Linked DNA regions of Arachis hypogaea: region 2 is linked to region 1. A link is a contact called in public Hi-C data. All regions are on one chromosome and are shown on one strand. Each heading gives the region's core, a stretch centred on a gene start, on an enhancer-like site or on the middle of the called end of the contact. The rest is flanking DNA. Distances are from core to core; before and after follow the strand shown. Region 1 has its middle 5.3 kb from the start of LOC112772536. Region 2 has its middle 41 kb from the start of LOC112774892.

Evidence for each region. A called contact is a pair of places that touch in the nucleus more often than the background predicts.
Region 2: a Hi-C map of leaf shows a contact between it and region 1, with 4 times the contacts expected there. The contact joins two enhancer-like sites. A contact is called at or near these places in 2 of 8 Hi-C or Micro-C datasets (both in leaf).

What each region holds. Positions count from the first base shown.
Region 1 is chr18:36,648,756-36,652,267 of arahy.Tifrunner.gnm2.J5K5, reverse strand. No RefSeq gene overlaps it. Among protein-coding and RNA genes, the nearest start is that of LOC112772536, 5.3 kb to the right of the region's middle. Within about 2 kb of position 1,832, at least 1 of the 3 cell types and tissues checked has open chromatin away from gene starts, as enhancers often do.
Region 2 is chr18:37,020,412-37,023,729 of arahy.Tifrunner.gnm2.J5K5, reverse strand. No RefSeq gene overlaps it. Among protein-coding and RNA genes, the nearest start is that of LOC112774892, 41 kb to the right of the region's middle. Within about 2 kb of position 1,394, at least 3 of the 3 cell types and tissues checked have open chromatin away from gene starts, as enhancers often do.

The sequences.
Region 1 (3,512 bases), core at 583-3,082:
AGAAAAACCTAAGATAGTGGTACCCCTACTATGTTAACCTAATTAAATGTGGCAAACATAAAAACCAAAATCTCATAAAGAAATGCATGGAGCAATAACTAGAATCGTGAAAGAAATGCATGGGACAGCAAAGAAAAGCAAAATGCAAAACACAGAAGTAAGAAATGTACACTAACAAACTGGTTCAAAAAGAAGAAAAGAGGCAAAAAGAACCTTAGAACCTTACCAAATTTTACAAAGCGTTTCGCGTAAAAAAATAGTTACAAAAAGCTAGCCTTTCTTCTTTGAAATGGTAGCAAAAAGAAGGAAGGAAAAGAAGAACAAAAGGGAGAAGGCTCCTTGAAGAGAGGAAATGTTTTGGAAAGTAAAGTTAAAGTGAAGATTGTTAATTAGAAATTAATGTGACATTGATTGATAGAGAGAGAATTCATAAATAGCCTGACATTTCGTAAACTGAGAGAGGTTACAATTGCACAAAGACGGTTAAAGGAAACTATATAGTTTCTTCACAGTTTCCTTAGAATTTTGGAGCCTAAGAAATTAAGGACTCACTTAAATCCGACCTCATGAACTCGGATACTCTTGACAAAATCATAAAGTCAAGAGACTCGAATTGGGGTACTGTTCTAGACAAATCATGATATATGAAATAACAACTAAATATAGGGATGAGCACGGATCGGGTTGGTTTAGGTCTAAGAAAATTAGAACCGAACCAATTGAATTGTAATTTGTTTGGTTTGGTTTAGATTTACGTTTTTTGTGTGCACCGAACCAAACCAAACCGATTAAAAACGGATTGGTTCGTTTCGGATAATTGGGTACCCGATGAAACAGAAATTCATAAAAAAATAAAAAATAAAAAGTGAAATTTTTATCTTAAAAATTCTATAAGTACAATAAACATGTAACATTAATAGAAATAATCCAAATATGTTAAACACCAAATACATTAAAAATTAAACACATTAAAATCTAAACATATTAAACACTAAAGACATTGAAATTCAAACATATTAAAAGGCATATATATATTTTTTAAATTTTTATTTTTTATTTAATTAATATATGATCGGGTCTACATGTTGATTTGGGTTCCACATCCCAGAACCGTTACCGAACCAATTACTAGAGAGAATGATTAGTTTGGTTCATGTTGGACCCGATTACCCGTTAGTTCCAGAACCAATTTAATTGGTTCGGGTTCGTGCTCACCCTTAACTAAATGAGAATCTGACGTTATTATAACGTCAAGTACAACATAATAGCTACACTACCAAGTTATGAAACTGCCAAATCATGGCATTAAGAGCATGTTATAAAGGCAATAAATGCCCAAAGAAACAGTCATCTCGAGTTAAAGGGATAAAAAGAGAAGGAACTCGGCAGATAAACTCTGAATCATAAAACAACACCTAAACACATTGTTAACTTAAGTATTGAAGTGTCTTGCAGGTTGTTTCCCTCTTTTTGACCTGATTCTACTTTCACCAAAGTTAGGATCTCCGATCTACTCAACTCACCAACTCCGCAGCTCGTGATCTCTATATTTGGTACGACCAGTATTATTTTAAATTTTATTAGTTTTTAATATATAATTTTTATTTTATCAAGCCAAAATTTTTAAATATTCAATAAATATTTGTTTAATAATATTATATAAAGAATTTACAAATTATATTTTTCGTTTTATATTTAGAAAATTTGATATTTTTTCATTTTAATTTTTTGTGTGTAATTTGTAATAAACTTTTTAATAACACGTAAAACCTATTGGACAGCAAGGACCTTGACGTAAGAGTCTTTACGTCACGGGCGTGCAAAATGAATAATCATGTAATTAATAATGAGGAGTGCTAGTAGGGCTCAGTAATTTTTGTGATTTGTAGTCATTAAATAGTTATCAATGATATTTTTAATAGTGTAAAATTTTATGTAATAATATAAAATTACTCACTTTTCTTATACTAGTTACATATTGGACAAAATTTAATAAAATTACTGTCTCTAAACTTTTCCATTAATAATCATGCATGTTGTGGTTCAATGTAGCGGTGCCAGAACCAGAAAGCATCTTATCTCCGCATGAATTATTTGCCGAATGTCGTGGTCACAACCACGCAACGAGCCCACATGTCACATGTGAATGGATTTTATTTAATTTCTCCACGTTATTTTTTTATTTTTATTTTTTATATTAAAAGTGATCGATAAAAAATAAGAGAAGATAAAAACTTCTTTTATAACATAAAAAAGACGTACAAGAAAAACATATATAAAAAGTGGTATAAATATTTTTATTTCAACGTAAAAATAAGAAGAGTGGATACTTTAAATTAATCTTTAATAATCTTATATTGGAAAAAACTCTGATGAAAAAGGTTTAGTTAATAGATATATTATATTTTATAACATTAAACACATTAATTAATAAAGTAACTAAATATACTAGTTTTTTATCTTTTAAAATTTTAAACGATTTAATCTTTCAACTGTGTTATTTAATTTTTGTAAAAAAATTAAAAAATGATTTATTATTTTTCTAAACATGATAGAGACTAATTTATTATTTTTATTTCATCATGTCTCCAATATTGTACAAAATCAAAGACTAAATTGTTGAATGCTTTTTGTTTAAGACAAATATTTCCAATACAAAAATTGAGATCAATCTAGAGATTTATTATATTCCTGAAATAAGAATTTTTAGGCATCAGAAAAGAAAGACAAGCATATGCAGTAGTAGCTAGTATTATGTAACACTTTAGAAAAATAGAAATACGCACAAATAAAGATAATAGTTGCATCTCATATGGATCTTATTTTAATTTATAATATGAAAATGACTTAAATATGTTTATAACTATTATAAAATATATAACTTATTTTTAGTCTAATAAAATTTTTAAAATTGTGTATTTTTAATTAGCACATACATTATTGAAAATTATAACAAGTTATAATATAAAATAGAAAAACTTAAATTGTGAAAAATTACGACGATTCTAAATTATAATAAAATGATGATAGCGAATCACTACAAGAAATTCGTGAAATAACAACCAAAATTCGATCCAAAAAACCGTTCATTATATTCAACGTACGTGTTCCATTCAACATGCACTATTGTTGAATGCAAAAGCATCCCCCGTTATGCCATTAATTATATATCTAAGCAAGATGCATGAATCCTATTTATTATTATAAATATGATATCACCAATAATATTGTTGAATCCCTACAAAGAAAAATAATTTTAGTGACAATAGTATTATGATTATTATTTTGTGACAATTTTAATTTATTATTATTATTATTATTATTTTATGTGTCATAAGTTATAGTGCTTTTATAATTATTGAAAAATTGCCCGTAATGTATTAACGATTATTTTTATTAACATTAAAAATTACATAAATTGTCACTAAAATGATTTTTCTCAGAGAGAATAATTTCAACTATCTTATGGATTAGAAAGGACACTGATTGAAGTACTCAACAACCCAAAGCAA
Region 2 (3,318 bases), core at 145-2,644, 370 kb before region 1:
ATCCAAAAAGAAATAAGAAGTTGATATTTTTTTAGAATAAAGACTACCATTGAAGTTATTATTTCTCTCCTAACAGAATTTTGGATGGAGAGAGATAAATTATCAAAAATTTAGGTCTACTTTATATATGAGAGATTATGAGATTTGTATTGCCTCAATTGTAGAATTTTGGGGTATAATATGAAAGAATGCAAAAAATAATAATAAAAGAAAGCCATGGCAAGTTGAGATTCAAGCACACCTAGATATAAAAAGGCATCAGGAGTAAATCAAGTAAGAGCATTAGGACTAGAAGCAAAAAATAGAAAGAAAAGGATAAAAGAGGATGAATAAGACACATGGAAGCAATTAGCACATGAAGACTCGTGAAGAGAAAAAGACAATGAAAAGAAATAAAGTTTTACTTAGAGAAGAGTGAACAATATACAAAAAGTCGGAATAAGGACAAAAGAGGAGCAAGTTATGTAGACAAAAAATTTAGATAAGAAATACACAACTATAGGAATAGAAACAAGAGAATATCTCCGAAATTCAACAAGATTTAGAGAGAGACAAAAGGCCATTGAAGGATTAGATAGCTTTATTTTATTTATTTTGGACAGCGATTAAGTAACTTTATTCAGGAATAGAAAGGGTAAACAAAAGGGAAAAGAGTCATAAGGGAGAGCAAGGCCCATTACACAAATATGGAGGCCCAATTCGGTGATAAGGAGGAGACTCTGCATTATGACTTAGAGGCCCAACAAGCATGATCATATTATGCAATGAGGAAATGTACACAACTGAGCGAAGCAAAAGACATCCCAATACTAAAAGCCCAAACAAGGAAAAAAACAGGAGGCCTTGAAGATGTTGATGGGAACTGGGAAATAGTATCAGCCCAAACATAAACAGAGAAAAATAGATGGGAGAGCCGGAGAGGACTATAGAAGAATTGAAATTAACTTATATGCACCAGGGTAAAAAAATAAAGGAGCAACAAGAGAGGAATTAAGAGACCAGGGAGCAGATGATCAGGCATTGTATATCATGTGGAATTGGCAAACGATGAAGAGAAGGAAGCTGACGAAGCTAATGGGGATAGAAATTTTTATTATTATACTCATAAAAAATATAATTTTAAAACATATTTTAGGTTTTAGCTAAGTTTTTACATAAATTTATTTGTAGTAAAAGTCAAAGACGTACCTTTTTTTTCCCCTCTTTAAGTTCTTGGAAATATTCACGGGAGCAGACTTACTGCGAAGTGAGAGATGATAGGTAAGGATAAATAGAAATGTGGAAGGACCATGAAGTTGGTCTCTTAAAAGTTATGGGGACCTTGAAACCATAATCATTCTCATGCATTTGTCTATATATGTCACGTGCATATTATTATGTCAGATTCATGTGCATGAGTGATGAGTGCATCACATCCTATTCCTGTAAAAGGAATCACCATCATTGCTACCATATGTGTGGTAGGAAATGAATTTTCTTATCCTGGAAACTAGCTTGATTTTGTCGCGTGACTTTTTGTTTCTTGATTTTAAAATTGTTCACCCTCCTAAGATAATCAATAATAATATCGATACCAACTTGAAAAAATTCACGTTATTTTCATGGAGAGAATATTAATGTGATTGGCATGTTGCGCCTTTTTTTTTTTACCATCTATGTGGAACACTTAATTCTCATGTGACTTTTAATTCTCATCTAGTACTTCTTGTACATACTCGTGTGACTTTTGATTCTCCTCTAGTACTTCTTGTACATACGTAGTCGGTAGTTTTATTGTTGCGGTATATATTTTAAATTTTGGAAAATAGTAGAAATCATTATAAAATTATCTTATTTGTATTCACTAATAACGGTCTGTATAATTGGAAAATATTAAATATAATAAATATATAATTATAAATATTATATGTATAAAATTATAAATATTAAGTTAAATAGTATTAAAAATATAATTATTTATATTTTTTTATTATCTTAAATTTTTAAAAGAAATAATATTTTAATATATTATCATAATTTTTATAATTAAAAGGTTAAAGTTCGATTCTTATTAATGAACCCAAAAAAATAAAATTCAGTATAAGACCAATAAAAAAAAAATATGAGCAAAAAATTCAAACAAATTTTAAAAACAAATTATTTAAAAAAATATATTAAAAATATAATTATTTATATTTTTTTAATTAACTTAAATTTTTTATAAAATTAATATTATGATAAATAAAATGATTTTAAATTAATATCTCGTTGATATTACAGTATATTTTTTGAGTTGATGAAATGTCTTGTGATTTTCTTCGAAAATGACTTCTGACCGGTATTGATAACATTTATGGGTAATAAAATAAATTACAATTATACATGCTGGCTTTTGGGCTATGTCTGGAGTACGCTTTTAACGTTTTATGGTAGTGAGACACCAAGACATACATAAAAGTTGAATTGTTTTTGTGCTGATCTCTATGTATCACTGAGTTAAACTAGTGGATGAATGTTATAACATTAGAGCCAATTCTTCCATTACTCCAATACTAGAAGAGTTATCCGGCTATATATATAAACTAGTTCCTTTATAGAAGAAATGTGATTGTACTCTCATTTCACCATTTTTTTTGACGGACTCATTTTACCAATTTAATATACAATGAATATTCTGCTTTTTGACTTTCTCCCTATTTCTCTCTTTCAACCAAAACTCGATCATCACCTTATGTATAGAACATTCTAACAATGAAAGCTATATAAATATATATATAAAATAAAATAATTATAATCATAATTTAATACAATAGTAATAACATAATGAGAACAAATAAATATCACTATTGCCAATGAGTTATAACTCAAATGGCATAGTCTCTCCATACTCAATTCAGAGGTTGCGGGTTCGAGTCTCCTATTTTTGGTAAAAAAAAAATAAATAAATATCACTATTATATACTATTAAATGAATTTTTCAATTCTAATGGAGACACCCCATCCGCAATGCTACACATAAATCCGTCCTGCCATCCCTCATCCCTTCACAATATGCTTTGGAAATTTTGTCTTAGGTTTTTGATGATGCTTTTAAAATATTGTATATTTTTAAAATTTTATCAAAATTTATATTATTATTAGACCTTATCCTATATGTCAGCCTTCGTATTATTAGTGCCAAAGGGATATAAATCCCTTCTTGTTTACTAGTAGGGTAACAAGTTCTTACACTTTTCACATCTATGGATGTTTATATATTACAGAAGATATAGTTTTCTGTTTCTATATTGCAAGCTTCTTTTGTAGCAAAATATTTATTTCCCATATGTTAGGAAAGGA